Linked DNA regions of Gasterosteus aculeatus: region 2 is linked to region 1. A link is a contact called in public Hi-C data. All regions are on one chromosome and are shown on one strand. Each heading gives the region's core, a stretch centred on a gene start, on an enhancer-like site or on the middle of the called end of the contact. The rest is flanking DNA. Distances are from core to core; before and after follow the strand shown. Region 1 overlaps olfm2a (olfactomedin 2a). Region 2 holds the start of rdh8a (retinol dehydrogenase 8a).

Region 1 (2,928 bases), core at 137-2,636:
TATATATATATATATATATATATATATATATATATATATATATATATATATATATATAATGAATTTAGACATAGTAGTTTAATATTACTATAGGTACTCGGGGCAAAAAATCCAAATATAAAGAACTTCCTATTTCTTAAGATAAATCAGACCAGATCAAAGTCCAATGGCAATTATTTGTGTCTCTCGGAATTGACTCGTCTTTATTCATTAGTGATAATAAGAAAAGTGTACATGTTGCACCTGCAGACTGACTGAAGATATATAGGCCGCCAACATAAACATTATTCTGCTCTCTAAAGGTTGCACTCTTCTATTTCAAGGCGTCTCTTAATAAGTTATGTATTTGCTTTACGTGGGCAGAGTGGAGTGCACCTGAAATCTTTCAAACTTAATATTCCTCTCACAGAGTGCAGGTCAGATGCCATCTTTTGTAATGTGATGGACCAAATAAAAGAAGGGAATAATGATTCATGAGGACAATCTGCCATACCTCAAAGAAGCCCAGGCTCTGCCAATCAACTGTCTAATCACAGAGTCTGTTGGCCGAACAGGCTTTCATTAAACATGAGCAAGAGAATAAGTCAGCCATTTAACCTGTATTAATTTAATCCCTTTTCATTAACTTTCACAGCCATTTCTCATCATTTTCACTCGAACAATTGTCCGGCCTCACTACTCTGCTGTGTCATCATCTCCAATTCTCTGTCGCTCTTTTGTTCTCCTTCTGTGTGAATACGATTCAGCCTTTATCTCCTCTCCTCTCGCTCTCTCCCTGTTGTCTCTCGTGGCCTCCGGCAATGACAAAAAGTGGCATCATAACATGTGTTTCTTCTTTACTCTGCACGTGTCTTGGCTTCTACTATTTCTGTCCTGAGCTCATACTTCACTCGCTGGCGACCGTAGCTGTCTTGTCGCATGCTCGACATTAGATCTGCATTGATCTGCACGCTATAAATGTTGATGTCATCATCTCTCCACCAATTCCAAAATACCCCTGGGGGCTATAGGGGGAATTAATTTGCTCGTAGCGAGACAGAACACACAGGTACACAAGGTCAAAGACAAATTGCCATTAAGGTATTATTGTTAATATTTTATAAATGATGTGTAGATAATGGAAAAATATCTTTATCGAGAAATATTTTGGCCATATGTGGGGAAAATCTGATGTTGTGGCAGCACCTGTGTAGATAAAAGAAATGTCTAATGTGTTGCAGCATTTCTGTACCTCCCACATAGACTCGCCAACATGGACCCCATGGGATCATAAACATCCATAAAAAAATCTACTTTGCTCAGAGCCTGGGCTCTATAAAGGACATTTCTAATCAGCTCAAACGGTGGAAATGGCCACCAACTGCAGAAATGGCATCGTTTGTGCACACCCATGGATGGCAGTAGAGCGCCACGAAGCCCCGAGGTCATACTGGGGCGCGCGCTGGGTGAGATAGCAATCCTAGCGAGCGGAAAGCGCCATTCTCACTGAGCACAAACAAGCCGCAAAACTGCAGATTAACAGCTGACATTAAGGACCAAATTACCCCCCCCGTCTGGAAAATACTGGCTATTTTTCTGACTCATAATTCATTAATTAGATGATGGACATGGAGGCCCACTGCCTTCTAAATATATCAAGATCAAAATCAGCTTAAACGAAGCGTGACCTCATTACCATGGTAACTATTTAAATGGCGTAAATAGGCTGCACCCCCGGGTTTAGGCAGGCGGACACAGTGGTGGGCTTTCAACATGGAGTGTTTAATCTATTAACGGCTCCTGTGGGCCTTTGATTAAGGAAACTCATCTGGGCTTTTACATTTTCATCGTAGCGACTGAGAGTGCAGGAGGATTATAGAGCACACAGGCATCGACCCCGGCGTGCATGAAGTGCAGAGAACACATCCTGTCGCGTTGATTGTGTTCAATAATTCAAGCAGAGAGCTTTCTCCACAAAGAATGCACCGCTATTCCCCTCCCTGACCACAATGGCGATTGACAGTACATGATTCATGACTGATACATTTGGCCTTACATGTCAGCCGATAACCTGGCATGTTCAACTTGCACCTACATAGTTCAACACTTTAATCTCCTAAAACAATAAATGTGTCTTTCAGTATGTGTGTGTGTGTTTCCATACGCGTGCATAGATTTATTTATTTTTTTCGTGTGTGTGTCGGTGCCTCTCCCTATTTGTGTCCACTTGCATGAGCCACGCTTTCTCTCCACTGAGCTGTGAAATGTCTACAATACCCTTTAATGGTGGTTGCCACAGTGTTGTGTGAGAGACCCGGTTGAGCTGTGACATGCACGTAATACGCAGTTTTTCCCCCCTACTGCGTGAAACAAAAGTAGGGAACAAAACGGAGGGCCATCCCAGGACAGTGCTTAACTCCTGTTAGGTCTGTTAACCAATGGGAACACGTGGGGAGGAAAATCAATACAGTAAATGTGTCTGCCTGGCTTTATTGACTGAAACACACCTACAATACCCTGTGGTGAGCCCATCTATCGTCCTTACATGTAGGCCGTAGTGCCCATCTAATCAGCTCACAATGGAGACATGCAGACAAATTTATAATTCATCACAAGCCAGAACAAAGCCTCCCAACCTTTGTGTTCTCAATCCGCACCAGTAAAGTGAAACTGCTTTTACAACCGTATAGATAATATATTTTTTGATCAAGTCCAGATGTTCTTTATCTTTTTTTTAAACAAGATTTTGAACCAAATTTTCAAACCCACACCAACATTTCTTTACAATTTTTACCGTGACACAACACGTACAAATGTAGATGTCCTTAACATCATTATATCTAGTAGTCACTCAAGCTGCCTTTTTAATGACAAACTCAAGGGGCAATGTATAGTTAAGCATTCTCCACTGCACAAATATTTGTATTGTCTTGTTTTCTTGGGCCAAGT
Region 2 (2,928 bases), core at 296-2,795, 78 kb after region 1:
TGTTAAAGTATCTTCCCCTGGGGAGAATCCCTTCAGAGTTATGACGGAAACGTCTGCTCTTAATGATGGATGTGGTGGCCTCAGTTCACCCTCAGAGAACTCAGGAACCGTCCCTGTCCTCTCCCACTGCTTGAATGTGTGAGGCTACCTGCCCCCCCCCAACCTCTCATCTTGTCCTTAAAGTGACCATGATGCTTTACACCGTGTTACCATGTTGGAATTTAAATGGGGTTAAAGGGGTTAAACAGAAAGGGGGATTAAATTAGGTAGGGCCACATTCATTAGTTTGTCAAGTGCAGAAATGTTTTGTGTTGGACAACAATCATAAGAAAGCGCACAGCGTTTAGCTGCACTAGCTGGCGGGAAAAAGACCAGAGAACCTCCAATTATATTTCACCTGTGAAAAGCTATACTTTATAACCACATGTATCAGACTAATTCATAATAATCCTCCTTGAAACTGTCCAAACGAGACACAAAAGCTACCTGAGCTGAGAACATCCATAATAATGATACCAGTTAATATGTAAACACAGTAAAAATGTGCGTTTGGTAAGTAGATGCAAAAGTGAATTAAGATAGAAATGCATCGGTCACAGATTGCATTTAACAACGTACTTACTCACTAATCTGTCCGGGTTGCTCTTTGGATCATGCACTTATTTCTACTTCGGTGTTACGAAGATCAGCCCTAAAGTAAATGGAAGACTTCGAATGCCAAGAGATTGCATCACACTTAGCAACAAGCAGGAACACGGCAGACTCTGACTCTTGCACCATGGCCTTTCATCGGAGAAATAGAACCTTGTGTTAGTTATCAGCGGCACTTTGACCCTTACAACATCCGTCAAGAATCGGGTCCACTGGTCAGCCAGGCAGCCTTGCTAATTGTATAATTGTCAAACCAAAGGAAGAAATTGTAGATATCTAAACCCAGACCATTCTTCTTGCATTCGGTTGATATTGGGATTACGGTGAAATATTTTTTGTCCTACGTCGTTCCTTACCACCAGATGGCGGTACAAGGCAGCGCTTTAACTTACTATAAACGTATTGGCATTATAAATAAATCTAATACAGCCAAACAAGAAACTTAGTTCCAGCAAATACTGATAGTATGTTATTTATTGTTAAAAATATATTATGTGCAGCGCAAATATGGCTATTTGAAGTTGCATTCAAATTCGATAAACGCGTTTACTTCAGACACACAAATATTAGCAAAAACATGAAGAAAGAAAGAAAAAGTTTGACACGGAACGTGAAAATAAAAACCTTTGGACAATTCCTATCGAGATTACTACACACCATCAGGTATGACCAACACATCACGTGACTACTGCATGAATATTACAGTTAGGCTATTTGTTTTGGGGTCACCAGCTCAGAAATCAAATAAGCACTGCCCCCTCAACAAAACACGCACGTGTGCGCATGCACGGCCGCACACATTTTAGAAGAATTAACCCCATTTTCCAAGTTTTAAATCCCATTTGTTTTCAATGCCACGTCTCTTTTTTTTTTTTTTTTTGGTTACTGATTTTATTTACCATGTGACTGAATTAGAGGCTCACATGGCTGAGGTGACTGCGTGATCCGCTTTAGCTTTTTTTTTGGTAAAGTCCGGGGATCGGCAGCGACCATCCGGAGCAGAGGACCGCTGCTAAACACGGCGCCTACCCGGACAGATCATGGCGAACAGCGGGCAGAAAGTTGTGCTGATCACCGGCTGCTCCTCCGGCATCGGGCTACGAATCGCCGTCACGCTGGCCAAAGATGAGAAGAAGCGTTACCATGGTAAATGCGCTTTCTTCTAAAGTTACATTGTTTCTCTGATCGGACCTGTGAGTTCGGTCCTGTTATTAGGTCCGATCGAATTCGCCTGAAAAACCCGCTGTGTCGTTGTTGACTTTGCCTTTTAAAAGCCCTGCTATGCACCAACGCTCCTTTACGCACGACGTTCGGTTGAGTTTCATGCGCAGCTCCCCGCCTAATGGCAAAGAAGTGGTTTGTTTGGAACGACTAAGCCCAGTGATATCGGATGCATATCCTTTTTGCGACGACTGCGATCCAGTCGCCCCTCTTTTGCTTCAACAAATATCGTCTGAAAAGCGCACTTTGCGGGGTTTTGGGATCTGCGAGGATGCCGCTTTCCAGTGCGGAATCACAAAAGGAGTCTTGCCAGTTCTCTTTCAAGTGACTTCTCCAGCACAAAGCCCCCTTCTTTTTGTTAATCGCAGCGAATTGCAGACCGCCCGCTCCGGTTTAGTGCCGTGTCTAATGTGCCTATAGTCCCCCTCACTGGAGCGAGCGTTGAAAGAGGGACAAAGTTTGAGACCTGTACAAGCGAGGGTTCACTCTAAAGCAATGGCCTCGTTTGAAGTCTTCATTGGTGCACAGGGGAGTTGGATTGTCCCACTTGGACCTTGTTGGTCCGTGCATACTCGCCTGCTTCCCAGTGTGTCACTCCAAAAACCTTCACCACGTCGTGGAGCCTCAGACAGAATTAGACCGCCTTTCCGCCCCCACCCCTGTTGGTAGGAGTTTGCCCTTTAGAGCCCCGTGTTGTTACATGCGACCTAATGCAGAATAACATCATTTGCTGTATGCCTAGTGGGGGGGTCAAGAAGGTAACAGGGAAACACCAGATTTCAGCGATGATCTTATAATTAAATGAATACGAGCTGTTTTTACCGCTTTTCTTCACCATGCAAGGGGTTGGTTCAAGTTTCTTTTTGGGCCCTCAGGGACGGATGAGATTTATCACCGTGAAATGGAGGAGCAAAACAAAAGTGATTAACTGCTCCCGCAACACCAGGTTTAAGCAGACTTTACTTTTTCCCAATGCGACCTGCTTTTAATAAGGCCACCTTAGAGCAACCACACTGGGCTGCTCATTCCAGAGCTCTTCAGAGATTAAATATTGCA

What was found. Hi-C and Micro-C count contacts between places; a contact is called where the count stands out from the background.
Region 2: a contact with region 1 is called in a Hi-C map of skeletal muscle, with 2.7 times the contacts expected there. The contact joins the promoter of rdh8a here to the enhancer-like site in region 1. A contact is called at or near these places in 2 of 6 Hi-C or Micro-C datasets (both in skeletal muscle).

The regions. Positions count from the first base shown.
Region 1 is chr11:9,202,870-9,205,797 of fGasAcu3.hap1.1, forward strand. All of the region lies in intron 1 of olfm2a (olfactomedin 2a), which reads right to left. Among protein-coding and RNA genes, the nearest start is that of olfm2a, 14 kb to the right of the region's middle. Within about 2 kb of position 1,387, at least 2 of the 9 cell types and tissues checked have open chromatin away from gene starts, as enhancers often do.
Region 2 is chr11:9,280,359-9,283,286 of fGasAcu3.hap1.1, forward strand. rdh8a (retinol dehydrogenase 8a) reads left to right here and starts at 1,546. Exons shown (of 5, transcript XM_040191872.2): 1 at 1,546-1,797. The coding sequence starts at 1,692.